Linked DNA regions of Ovis aries: region 2 is linked to region 1. A link is a contact called in public Hi-C data. All regions are on one chromosome and are shown on one strand. The core of a region is the stretch at or near the end of the contact, and the rest is flanking DNA. Distances in the headings are between cores, read along the strand shown. Region 1 holds the start of SH3GLB1 (SH3 domain containing GRB2 like, endophilin B1). Region 2 holds the start of SELENOF (selenoprotein F).

Region 1 (6,671 bases), core at 380-2,879:
AGCCAGGGAAGTCCCTCTAGCTGTACTGAAAAGAGTGGCATTAGGTAGTGCCAAATCTGCATTCAGCACCTAGAATCACAGGGAATCAGCATTAAAACACCACCAAAAGCTCCCAATATAGGCAGCCATTACCCTGCTCTAGTTCTACCATTTTTTGCCAAAAACGGTGCAATGTAAGATCAACTATGTCAATAAAACTGGAGTAAAGGGGACAAAGAAAGTAATAATGCAATACACATGATTTACATTTCAACTTGGCATGTTACATAAGAAAACAATTTTTGTTTTTTCTTTACAAAAGAGAATCTTGTTGCTACTGTGACTGTCATTAACTTAAAACACCAGACTGTTTATATCCCGTGTTGTGGTGAAATTTACATCTGTTCGTAGATTTAACTTAGTTGGCATAATGTGGGTGATGACTGGAAAACTGTCCAAGTTCCCTAGTACCGACACTTCCTTTATTTTTGAATACGATGAGACAGTCAACTTTCCCCTTTAAAGTGTTACTTGAAAAATGTCCCTGTGACTATAAGCACAACATGAATCTTCTCGCTCACTGCCCTACGGTCAGCGCTTCCCATTTCGAAAGTGAGTGGGAAAGCCCCCAAGCTCTGTGGCTCTGGCAAAGTCTGGACGCCAACTGGCGATCTCCATTTCTGCCACGGACAGCCAAGACCGGGAACCTTCCTCTCAGGGTGAGAGGACGGCAGGGAACTGCGTTGGCAGCTCCCTGGGTTGATGGGCAGGAAAAGGAAACTTCCTTCTTGGACTTGGCGAGGAGAGAGGGAGACGGAATGAAAAGGTGGGGGTGGTGCAAGAATGGTCTCCACCACCCCGCGGACTCGCAAAGCCTCCGCCCGCCCGGGGAGGGAGGGCACACGAGCAGCGGCGCCGTGAGGTCAGAAAGGCCGGCGGGGCTGTGCCTCGGCCCGAGGCCGAACTCAAGGTGGCCTCCAGAGAAGGGAGGACGCTCCGGGCCCTGTCCCCACTCCGCCTCGCTTCCCCGGCACCGGCGGTTGGGCAAGAAGGGGGAGGAAAACGGCCGCCAGGCCCAGAGGGGCACAAGGCCGCGCCCATCACCCGGGCCTCCGGCCGCGGCAGGCCAGTCGGGCGGTCGGCGAAGCCGGGTGCAGAGGGCGCGGCTGTCTCGGGCGACCCCTCCCTGTCCCTCCCGGGCGTCGCCACCCCTTCTTCCCGCCGCGGTACCTGCACTGCACGACTGAGGAAGGTGCCCGCGTCGGCCGCCAGCTTCTTCACGTTGAAGTCCATGATGTTCATCCTGGGCGTCAGCCGGGCGGAGCAGCCGGCTGACCTAGCGGGGAGATGGAGGCGCCGCGGCCGGGCTGGGGCGCCGGGCGAGAGTGGCGGGGGCAGACGTGGTAGGTGGAGGGAGGCGGCGCCAGCCCCGCCGCCGCAGCTGTCGTTTCCGTGAAGGGGGAGAGAGAGGGTGGGGCGAGGGGAGAGAACAACCGCCTCGAAGCCGGCCGCGAGTCCAGGCGGCAGCGGCCGAGACCCAGGGCCTGTGCCGCCTGGGGAGATGCCGCTAACGTCGGCGGGCTTCGCGGTGGGCTTGCAAGACAGAGCAGCGTCCGGGCCTTTCAGGGCCGGGTCCCCAACAGAGGAAGCGAGAGCGGGCCTCGGGGCGGGGCCTTTATAGAGGTTATCGCGGGAACAGCGACCCCTTCAGGAGCGCCGCGGCTGACCGCGCCCGGAGCTCCGCCAGTTCCGCTGGGGGCAGGGTCGCGTTCGTTGCTAGGGGCGCGCCTCCGGGCGCTGTGGCGCTCGGTGTTTGTGCTTAAGCCCCTGGGAACCGCGAGCAGAGAGAACCCAAACTCCCCGTTTTGTTTTAAGTGAAAATATGGAAATTGTAGCATAGAATTACAGTATGTGAAATTAGAACCAACAGTTCCCTGTCGTCTTGAAGCACCCGCGCCCTACTGGTTCCCTGACGCCTGGATGGCACGCGGCTGTTTGCAGAATAGAGTTGAAGTTAAATGTTGCCACCGAACCCGTTTTTCGTTTATTCAGCATTATCGACTATCCATCTTGTACCAGAACTGAATCCTGTGCTGCAGACACCGTGCTGAACAAGATTGTCCCTGCCCTCAGAAAGCTCTTAGTTCGGTTACTCGACAACTTTCAGGGACAACTCCCATCCCCGGGGCCAGTTCTGTTTCTATGTGCTTCCACAAGAGCTTTGTGACTGAGTGACCGTGGACTACGCTGGACTACAAAATCAACACTAGGTGCCTACTTAGTGCATAATACGGCGCCCAAGACACCAACTGCGGGATAGGGGACGCAAAGAAGACGGTGAGTGAGACAGAATACTGCTTAACGATTTAGCGAGGAGAATGTTAATAACTAATGAGAATATGATGTGAATTTTAATAACTAATGGGAATATGATGTGGAATCTGTTCAAAACCCTGCAATTCCAAGTATCTTCTAAAGTAGCTTTAAGGATACAGCCTATGCTAGAACTGATTGAAACAGGTGCAAGAATGGAGGCAGAGACGTTAGTATTTCGAAGAAAAGGCTGTTCTTGCGTGTGTCGCAGTGTCCTTGTGTTACATTAGAGCTGGAAAAATGCAGGCCCAGCAGGCAATGAAATGAGTTCACATTCATGCTTAGTGTTTTACTGAAACAGCAGTCAGAGCAGTAGTGGCTGTGTTAAAGGCACAAAGATTCGTTCCAAAGTATTACAAGGAAGCGTAGATAACATGCAAATAGTTGTATTCTTTGTGGTGATAACAGAAACAGACACTTCTTACTAAGATAACTACAAAAGAATAAATCTACTCCATCTCTCTTTCTTCTCAACTTACCTTGCCAGAAATATGGGAAAGGAAGTATATAATCAGGAATTTTGTCATTTATTGTCCAATTTAGACTTTTACATGGAAAACACCATATCTTTTTGCAGATGTCTGTCTTCACAGTAAGCATGTTTTGTCATATTCTCTATTTCTACAAAGTGATCTCAACACCACCCGCCTTCACCATGAAAGGAAAAAACTCTGAATTCTCTTCCTCAAACTTGTAGATATGCTGACTTGAAAAAACAATCTTCATTTGTTCCTGGTGAGCCATCTATAATACTGTTTCTCTAGTTTCACTGGTGAATTTATAAGACTAGTGTGGTGTTTCTATTTCCTTACCATCTTAGAATTTCCTACCTAATTCCATGTAGTTGGTTTCCACTTCTGTAACTATTCCTTAACAGAATTCCTGAAGTTGCCAGTTATCTTCCTGATAAATCAAACAGCCTTTTCTCAGACTTCCACAGTGACTGTACCCAGCCCCTTCACAATAACAAACACACCCCTTTCCAGGACCTTATTGTTCCACGGTTTCTCTGCTATCTCCTGGACTTTCTCATTGTGTTTTGCTGACACTTCTGATGGATTTGCTATAAGAATAAATACCTGAAATCTCAAGGTTTAGCACTTATTTTTTTGTTATTGTTCTCATGGATTAGTTTCTTAATTGAAACTTCAGATGTACCATTTCATTCACTGATTTAGTAAATATTTTTTGAACGTCTACTGTGTGCACGTGGCACTGTTCGTATGACTGGGAATATAACGGGCAACAAGGCAGATAGCCCTTGCTCTCATGGGAGCTTATAACTAATCCCATGAGACAGAAATTGAACAAGTAGTTATAAGTATGTTGAAATGCCAAGGGGAGTCCAGAGTGCTTTTAAATGTTCACTTCCAGCTGTACCTAGTAACCTGAATTTTAATTTGGAGGCTTGGTTTTTCTGTAAGGGTTTTAGATCACCTTTTAACACTTTCTTTTTCTATCCCCCATAGTAACTTCTTACTCCAATAGTTCAAGGTATTAGGAAAGCAATCTTTGAAAATTAATACAAAGTGCTGAATATCTGAAATTCTCCTCAAAATTTTCAGCTTAAAAATGAAAAAAATCTTTATAAAAATGACATTTTAGGTAGTATGATATGTATTTTAATTTTTTTTTTGTAGTGGCTGGCAGATAGTTCATTACCTTATGTTTAGACCAATGATATCCAAACTTCATGGGGTACGCAAGATGATCCACTGGTGTGCAAAAATATACATTAGAAGTTTGGTTTGTATATATTTTAATTTAATAAACAGAAAATTTTGTTTCATTACTTTTTAAAAAATATGGGTTGACACTGGTGTTCCCACCTTGCATTTATTAGATAGACACATGTCACAAACTGTAAATGAAATACCTTATGGGAAGAGTGGGAATTCCACAACTTGAAGGAGTTGTAATTAGTAGTTTATTTACTAATATGGTCACATAATACATGTGACTGGTTCCATGTCTTTGCAGATTATCTATTTAAATAAAACTTCACAGTAGTGGACAAATAGCCTAAAGAGTTTCCTCAAATACATCATCATTAAAAGTGTTGATACAAGCATAAGCAAACAAGAAATGCCAGAATCTATACCTCTACTGGAGAAGGCAGTGGCACCCCACTCCAGTACTCTTGCCTGGAAAATCCCATGGACGGAGGAGCCTGGTAGGCTGCAGTCCATGGGGTCGCTAAGAGTTGGACATGACTGAGCAACTTCACTTTCACTTTTCACTTTCATGCACTGGAGAAGGAAATGGCAACCCACTCTAGTGTTCTTGCCTGGAGAATCCCAAGGTCGGGGGAGCCTGGTGGGCTTCTGTCTATGGGGTCGCACAGAGTCGGACACGACTGAAGTGACTTAGCTGCAGCAGCAGCATACCTCTACTTGTTGAATTTATCAGTAAGATTGTTGAAATTTGGCTTAAAAGATGGTAACACTTGATTGGAGCTTTCATGGAACTCTAGTGGGGGAACCAGACTTATAAATAAAAACAGTATGTGAAGGAAAACTATAAAAACTTGTTTAAGATTGAGCAAAGGGAGAAAGTGTAGAGGAAGTGGGTATTAACTTATCAGGATAGGAGAGGTGATAAGACTTCTTGAACTGGCTTTTGATTGAGTTCATCTGGTGGATTGAGGCATGAGGGTGGGGAGAGATGATCAGACTTTCAACTTAGAAATACCAGGTTTCAGGCAATGTAGATAGTGGGTTGGAGAGGAGGCTAAGACAAGTAGCAAGGCTGATTAGGTATCTATTGCCATACTCGCTCTGTACTCTGTTATTTTGAAGTCCTGCATTTGGAAATCTTGTTTTGACTGAAACTCCCCCTCCTTTCCTCCTTTGATCTCTGACTTCTTTACTCATTTAAGTATGTAATCGTCATCATCAAGTCCTACAATCACATGCTTAATTCTTAATTGTCCTATTTTTAACTTTCACCAGCCTTCTCAGTTCCCTTTATTCTTCTAACCTATCAATCAACAGTCCTGGATGAATGTTTTCTCTGTACATGCTCACAGACTGCCAAGCATCATTAGGGAGAAGAATTATACAACCTTGTAGATGGATGCTAATATCAATGCATGACTTACTTCCATTGAACTTTTATAACTGCTTAAAAGCTCCTACATCTAAGTAACTTTTTCACATACTCTGCAGAGCCTACTGCAAAACTTTGCCAGTCTCCTAACATGCCTGCCTTATTCTCATATACTCTTATTTTTAGCCTTTGATACTTTGTATATCATGAAGCTATATGGAGGGAGCTCCTTCAACAAAATTCTCTTATTTCTACCCCTTATCCTTCTTCACACTCCTCCCGCAAACACTGCCAAATATTTCAAAGGCAGTATCCTAGGTGTTCTCTTCTGAGTGGAGCTCTCTTACTTTTGATTGCATATTGGTATCACCTGGAGAATTTAAGCAGCTGCTGATGCCCAGATCATAACCCCAGAGTGTGGACTGGGCATTGGGATGATCAGAAGTTCCCCAGGTGATTCTAAATGTGTGGCCAAAGTTGAGAATGTACATATCATCCTTTCAGAACTTGGTCCAGCAGTTTGTACCTTCTGCCTACAGATAGATTTCATTTCTCTTCTTCTGAGCAGCAACCATTTTTTGATCAGTTTTATATTTTTATGGTCTATATTTCTGGAAGCACAGTGGATTCTCAAATACTTTCTGAAATGAATAAATTAATCAAATCAAGATTTATACAGTTCTTTTGTGACTCCTCTCCCCAATCTAAATTTCCAACTACAGATTCAGTATTTCCAGTACTGAGCCTGTTGCAGTTTACTTTTTTTAAAGTTACTTTTCTTCTTGAGTTTCCTGTAACTTTAGTTGAATTATATGCACTGGATCACCTAAGGTAGAAATCTGAACCCATTTATTTCCTCTGATTTCCCACATCTGATTGATTGAGTGCTGGCAGTATTTTCCCTCTGAACTATTTCTTGTCTTTATCCTCTCTTTTAAAATTGAGGTATAATTGACATTTAACATTATTTTGGACTTCCCAGGTGGTGCTAGCGGTAAAGAATCCATCTGCCAATGCAGAAGACTAGTGTTAGATCTCTGGGTTGGGGAGACCCTCTGGAGTAGGAAATGCACCCCACTCTAGTCTTCTTGACTAGAAAATTCCATGGGCAGAGGATAGAGGGCTATAGTCCATGGGGCCGCAAAGAGTCGGTCATGCCTGAGCACAAGCACAAGCGCACTAAACAACAGCAGCAAATATTAATTTCAAGTGTACAGTGTAAAGAGTTACTATTTGTGTACATTGTGAAATGGTCACCATAATTATTCTAC
Region 2 (6,700 bases), core at 707-3,206, 150 kb before region 1:
TTTCACAACAGCACACTCCAACATTTTGTACTTCAGATCACCCCCCAATTAAAGTAACATCTTTTAACTCTTTAAGGTACTTAGCCATACGGTAAACTTGCTGCACTCTTCCTCTCGTTAACTTTAAATTTCATTATAGCAATTCCCCCTCAACGTTTCCTCCCCTTCTAAATTCACTACACCAACATTGCCGCGAAGCAACATGCACATACAACTCCTTTCTTAAGCTCAAAATACCAGTTTAGCGCCACTAAAAAAGAATTTAAATGCCTGGTTACCTCGTTTCAGAACCTCTTGCGAGCTTTTTATTTGCTTTTCTGTCCTACCTGGACAGTCTATTTCTCTCGTCAGTTGCGCGGTCCCTTGCTGCCCCCAGCACGAGTGCAACTCACTACAATGTATTTCTTTTACACACCATCATTCCAGTATCTCCCCTCCATTTCAGCCCATCTGTCCCTTCGCGAACCTCCCCATTCCCAAAAGATTCAGTATCCAGGTGCCCACATCTCAAATTAGAAAACCCCCTGCCTGACACTGCTGGAGCTTTCCGTTTGACTTCCAAGAGAACAGGCAAGCCTGACCGTTACGGTCTCCTCCAACTGTCGGTACTGACTCCCCAACGAATTCGATATTCTCTTGCTTTCTCCCCGTGAAATGCCTAGTTCAGGGTATCCCTTTGGCTCGGGAAAGTCCAACCTTGCAACCTCTGCCCCTTGACCTCGTGAGCCCAGCATACCACCCAAGCTTAATTCACACCAAATGAATTCGGCTTGTGTTCTCTTTCAGCCTCCAGCCTCCAAGCCAGATATCAGGTTAGATAAACGCCCACTTGCTTGGCTTGCAGTGCCTCCCCAGCCTGGCCCCTTCCACACACCACTCAGCCCGGAGTGACCCGGCTCCTCACCTAGCTTCGACCGGGACTCCTCCAGTTTCTGGATCTGGTTCTCCAAGAAGAGCATCGCCACCGCGAAGGCCACCACCGCCAGCAGCTGCAACTTGGGCGGCATCATAATCCTGAGGAGCCCCATGAAACCCGCTGCTCGGGATCAAGACATACCGCGGGGGGCGGGGATCGGGGCCCCGGGGGCGAGGGAGACCCCGGGAGGAGCCCACGGAGCCGGGAGAAAGGCAAGAAGAGCGCGACAGCGAGAGAACCACTGCAGCGACCCCCCTTCTCGCGTCCCCAGTCCCCCGCCCCCAGGCGCCAGCAGCAACACCGCCGGTGCCCGCTTCTCCTCGACCGACTCCACGGCCGACTCCCTCCAAAAGCCCGTGCAGCAAACACAGAGCGAAGCAGCTGCCGGGCTCTCGCCTCCTTTTACTGCCTCAGTCCCCGACCCCCGCGCCCGCCTGCCTAACCGCCTCCTTCTCTTCCTTCCTTCCCTCCCTCCTTCGCTCGCGGACGCGCGCTTCTCCGCCAGCGCTGCGGCTGCGGCTGCGCCGCCCTCGGCCCCGCCCCTTACCCATCCCTCTCCGCCTCCACGCGCACGCCTCCACGTACGCTGCTCGGCAACCAGAGGCTCCGCCCTCTACTCCCTTTCGGTTGAGCTTATTGGGCCGAAGAACTCCAGCGCTTCGCTCTTGGTGCGTGTCACGGTTGGTTTCCTTTGCCGTAGGTGTCAACCAAATCGGCACTCGATTGGGTAAACTTGGAGAAGGAGGCAGGCCGAAACTGGCGAAGGCGGGGCTTCTTGACTGCTTAAGGAAATGTCGTGAATGAAAAGAAGGAGCCCGGGAAGCACAGATTTGAGGAGTTTAGGGAGATGCCTGATGTGAGTTAGCGAAAGGACCCAGTGACTTCATATTTACATCAAGTGTAAAGTTTTTGCTCACCTTTAAGCTTACATATGCCCGTAGTTAATGCCCGTCTCCTCAGAATAAGAGGCTTGATGGCAGCGGCCTTTAGCTGCCTGTTTTGGATCAGGCACTGGAGTAGACGCCCCTAGCAGAGGGGTCTTCTCGGCAGCCGGAGACCTACGGAAGGTGGCGGAGATGGCGGGCCGGCCGGATGGATGGCTTGGCCCGGCGTTTGGGCTGCGACTGCTGCTGGCGACCGTGCTTCAAACGGTGAGTGGAGGTCACCTCTGCTGCAGCCCCAGGGCGAGCGACAGGGATTGCGCTAAGGAAGACGGAATATTCGGTCGCTTTTGGGAAACACAGCTGAAACGGGTGGGCTCCCCCAGCGGTTGCTGCTGCTGGCGTGCGACGTGGCTTTATTCCGCGTTTGAAGATTATCTTTCCCCACCCTGGGTTTCTAGCAGTTCCTTCTTCTGACCTGAGACTTTCTTGAATACAGTCTGTAAGACACACCGTAAAAGCGAGGGGTGAGGGGCGGGAAAGGCACTAAGTTTTGCAAAGAAATGAAGATTGTTTTTAAATTAGCAGAAATGCAAGGAACTGTCGTCTTTATGACAAAGCTTCCTTTCAAGTCTTAGAGGAAAGCCCTCAAGTCTTTGGTCCAGGGTACACTTCCTTTTTACTTCTTTTTGTCATTTGTTTGTGGTCCCTGTAAGTCACTCTTAGTCTTTTACCTCTGTTCTCTGGCACTCACAGGCCGCTGGGTACACCTCAGTATCATTTGTGGTTTTTAAACAACTCTGTTGCAATAAAAGGAACTACGCCATACTAAAACATAATTTATTCTTGAAATTGATTTTCTAAAATGATAGCTTTCATCTCGCTTAAAATCGATCGTTGTCTAACCAAGTTTTTTTTTTTTTTCGTTTTTATCCATTAACAGAAGAGATACCTTCTTTATATTTGAATGGGAAGAGGCTAGTTTCGACTTATTTTCCTATTCACTCACAAACGACTTATTATAAGTTTTTAGTTCGTTCAACTGTGAATAATAAAACTTTTTAATAGGCATCATACTTGGAGTTTTTACAAGTGTCTTTTATCAGCCTAATTTTTCAAGTGTTCTCTGTATTGAGTCTGCTGAGTATTCTCCTAGAAATCTGGTTTGATTAATTTATTCAAGGTTTGGAGGATTGAGGGTCTATACGGAAGGCCTCCGCAAACACCTGGGCTTTTCTTTCATTAAGGAGTTTAAAGATCTTGCCTGTTTACTTTTACAGCCTTACATAAAAGGTGGATTCTTCTCATTAACTTTATAATACTTCATTATTCAGTCATTTGGTGCCTTAGAAATTATTGGAAGACCCCTATCTAAACTTTGTACTCAAGAATTTTTTGTCAGTCTTAGATAATTTGTATTCACCACCATGAAAAGATAGAGTAACATTTCAAGTTGACTTCTTCCGATCTCATTAGCTCTTTAACTGTTTGATTATCTGTGGCTGTGTAAGCACCCCCTATAGTGGCTTAAAATAATGATTTCTCATGATTCTATGTGTCTGTTGAGCAGTTTCTGTTGTTGATTTCTTTTGGTCTCATTTATACCTTCGCTGGTGCCTTTCGCGTCTGTGTACAATGTGGGAAACCTGGGTTCAATCCCTGGGTCATGGGTTGGGAAGATTGCCTGGAGAAGAAAATAGCAACCCACTCCAGTACTCTTGCCTAGAAAATCCCATGGATGGAGGAGCCTGGTGCAGGCTACTGTCCATGGAGTCGCAAAGAGTCAGACACGACTGAGGGACTTTACTTTCTTTTCTTTTATAAGGTAAGGATAATACCTCCTCTTTCATAGGAGGATAAGATTAAATGAAATAATGATGTGAAGTGTTTAGCAACACTTTACAAAGTATCTGGTGCCTTGTAAGAGCTTGTCATTATGGCTTGTCATAATGTTTCTGATACTTGTTTTCTTGGGGCTAGTCTGTAAACCCATGTATTTACTTTTATCTCAGATTTGAGTCTTTTCAGAATTACTATGTGAGAACCCTGTGAGTTTTCTGAGTAAAGAGACAACTAATCATGTGAATGTGTAAGTGTAGTAAAATGTATAGCAATACCAGACTTTTGCCCAAAGGGGTAATGTTGCATTATAGTTATTACAACTTCTCCACCAACAACCCTCATGTTTTTAAAGAACTCAATAACACCAGAAAAATAAATGAATAACGCATAGTCTCTCAGCCTGTCAATCCTACTTAAAATTGGAGAAAGTTGTAAACTGTTAAGTAGTTACCCAGTCAGGGTTATCCCACCCTGTCCTTAAAATCCATGTCTTTCTTACAAGAGTGGCTAATTATTATAAAATTTAGGGGAATTCCCTGGTCATCCAGGCCTCCGTGCTTTCACTGCCAAGGGCGCTGTTCAGTCCTTGGTTGGAGAACTAAGATTCCATAAGCACTGTGGCAGAGCCAAAAATAGTAATAATAACAGTAAAACAAAAAATAAAATGTAATATTTGACCTTACTGTGTACGTTTAAATGCTATTCAGTTAGTTTTATGTAATAAAAAGATGGGTGGGTGTAATTTGTAGTTGAACTCTCCTCTATTATTTAGCCTTTTGTCATAAAGTGCTTTAAAATATGTTCTGATGTTCTTATTTGAGTCAAAGCCTCAAGTCTGGAAAAAATGAATTATGGTAGAAAAAAAGATTCATTCATGAAATTAACGATACCTTCTATCTCCCCTACACTTACCTCTAACCCATGTCTATTATAATGATTTAAATATAGAGTGTTTTTGTTTTCACAGTGGAAGGAATAATTCTAACATTTATTAAGTACTCACTGTGTACTGGACAGGATACTACATGCTTTCAGTACTTTTTCTCCTTTAATCCTCCAAACTCTGTGCAGTGAAGTGAAGTCGCTGAGTCGTATCCGACTCTTTGCAACCCTGTAGATTGTAGCCCACCGGGCTCCTCCATCCATGGGATTCTTCAGGCAAGAATACTGGAGTGGGTTGCCATTTCCTTCTCCAGGGGATCTTCCCGACCCAGGAATCGAACCCACATCTCCCGCATTGCAGGCAGGCACTTTAACCTCTGAGCTGCCAGGGAAGCCAAACTCTGGGAAGTGAAGTAAGTGGTAATTAATCCTGTTCAGGAGTAAGGTTGCTCTGAGTTGGTATTTGAATCAGGATGTCATCAGACTCAAGTACGTTTCGCATGTTCACTCTACCTGTCAGTAGGTGCTCAGTCAATGCCAGAATAAAACCAAGGATTACGATCCCATGAGTTTTCATTAGAGATGCTTGTTTTGTAAAACATGCTTTGGTAACAGTTTCTTACATTTGTTTAGCAGTTCACTGTTTCAAAATGATTCCGCTTTTATTGCCTGTTTTAGTTACCATGGCTACAAAACAGATCACCTGTTCATTTTAACCCAGATTCTTTGGGTTAGCAATTCAGACAGGCACGACAGCGTGACTGTGTTCCACCGTGTCTCAGACCTCAGCCTGAGACTAAAGAGTAAAGTATGAAGGCTTTTTACTCACACATCTAGTAGTTGGTGCTCTTTGTCAGCTGGAGGCCTCAGCTGTTCTCTGCATGGGCCTCTCCACATTCTCTCTATAGTTTAGGCTATCTTACAGCATGGTGGCTAAAAGGTGAGTATTTTAGAGAAACAGAGACGCAGCACCTGCAAGCCCTAATCAAGCAGAGATGGCTTCCTTTTTTATGGCCTACCTTCAGAAATCACATAATTATCACTTCTTGACACCATGTTTGTCAGAATAGTCACAAGCCCCTGCCAGTCACATTTGGGATGATGTATATATTTTGGTGTGGCCATCTTTGGAGAAATAGAAATTAACCTGTGAAATAGATCAAGCAGATCACTTTACAAGTAAAGAAACTATTCAAAGTATTAGTATAGGAGCAAGGGTCTTAGGTCCCTCTGGCTAGACTGGTACACTTGATCTATTTTGATACATTATGATATATACTGTCCCCTATTACTTACATAAGGTAAAGGATGTTTGTATAAGGTATCAAATTAGGATGTTGACTTAATGTAAGGCCAGTGGGATGATTAGCATTTTGGAGGAGTATGCCAGCAGTAGTTAAAGTTTTTTTACAATGAGATATGCCATTTGGTTTTATCAACTTGTTTAGTTAGCTGGTGGGCCAAATCCAGCAATCCTTGTTTTTGTAAGTGAAGTTTTATTGGAACACAGACATACATTCATTTATTACTGTGACTGATTTTGTGCTACAGTAGCTGAGTTGAGTAGTTCCAACAGAAACTATATAGCCACCCAAGTGAAAGTGAAGTTGCTCAGTCATGTCCCACTCTTTGTGACCGCGTGGACTATAGCCCACCAGGCTCCTCTGGCCGTGGAATTCTCCAGGCAGGAATACTGGAGTGGGTTGCCATTTCCTTCTCCAATAGCCACCCAAGCCTAACACAATTACTATGGGACCCTTTACATAAAATTTGCAGACTCTTTGTCTAGGAGATCAATGCGTTACAGTCAATCTGAAATTCCCCCTATTTGAGTCTGTGGTTTTGACCAATTCATCTGCTTAAAACATCTGAGAACTAGCATGTGCCTGCATGCTAAGTCGCTTTAGTCATGTCTGACTCTTTGCAACATTATGGACCGTAGCTTACCAGACTCCTCTGTCCATGGTATTCTCCAGGCAAGAATACCGGAGTGTGTTGCCATGCCGTCCTCCAGGGGATCTTTGACGCTGGGATCAAACTCCCATCTCTTAAGTCTCCTACATTGGCAGGCAAATTCTTTACCGCTAGTGCCACCTGGAAAGCCAAGTGCTGGAAATACAAAGAAATAACTTAATGCTTGCCCTTAAGAGAGTTCACAGTATTATTGGGGAATCAAACA

What was found. A called contact is a pair of places that touch in the nucleus more often than the background predicts.
Region 2: a contact with region 1 is called in a Hi-C map of hypothalamus, with 4 times the contacts expected there. The contact joins the promoter of SELENOF here to the promoter of SH3GLB1 in region 1. A contact is called at or near these places in 2 of 16 Hi-C or Micro-C datasets (hypothalamus and skin fibroblasts).

What each region holds. Positions count from the first base shown.
Region 1 is chr1:63,851,693-63,858,363 of ARS-UI_Ramb_v3.0, reverse strand. It overlaps SH3GLB1 (SH3 domain containing GRB2 like, endophilin B1), which reads right to left and starts at 1,629. Exons shown (of 11, transcript XM_042250670.2): 1 at 1,210-1,629. The coding sequence starts at 1,281. It overlaps LOC105609232 (a long non-coding RNA gene), which reads left to right and starts at 1,628. Exons shown (of 8, transcript XR_006060011.2): 1 at 1,628-2,316.
Region 2 is chr1:64,003,717-64,010,416 of ARS-UI_Ramb_v3.0, reverse strand. SELENOF (selenoprotein F) reads left to right here and starts at 1,956. Exons shown (of 5, transcript XM_004002164.6): 1 at 1,956-2,067. The coding sequence starts at 1,993. HS2ST1 (heparan sulfate 2-O-sulfotransferase 1) reads right to left here and starts at 1,416. Exons shown (of 7, transcript XM_012175327.5): 1 at 905-1,416. The coding sequence starts at 1,028.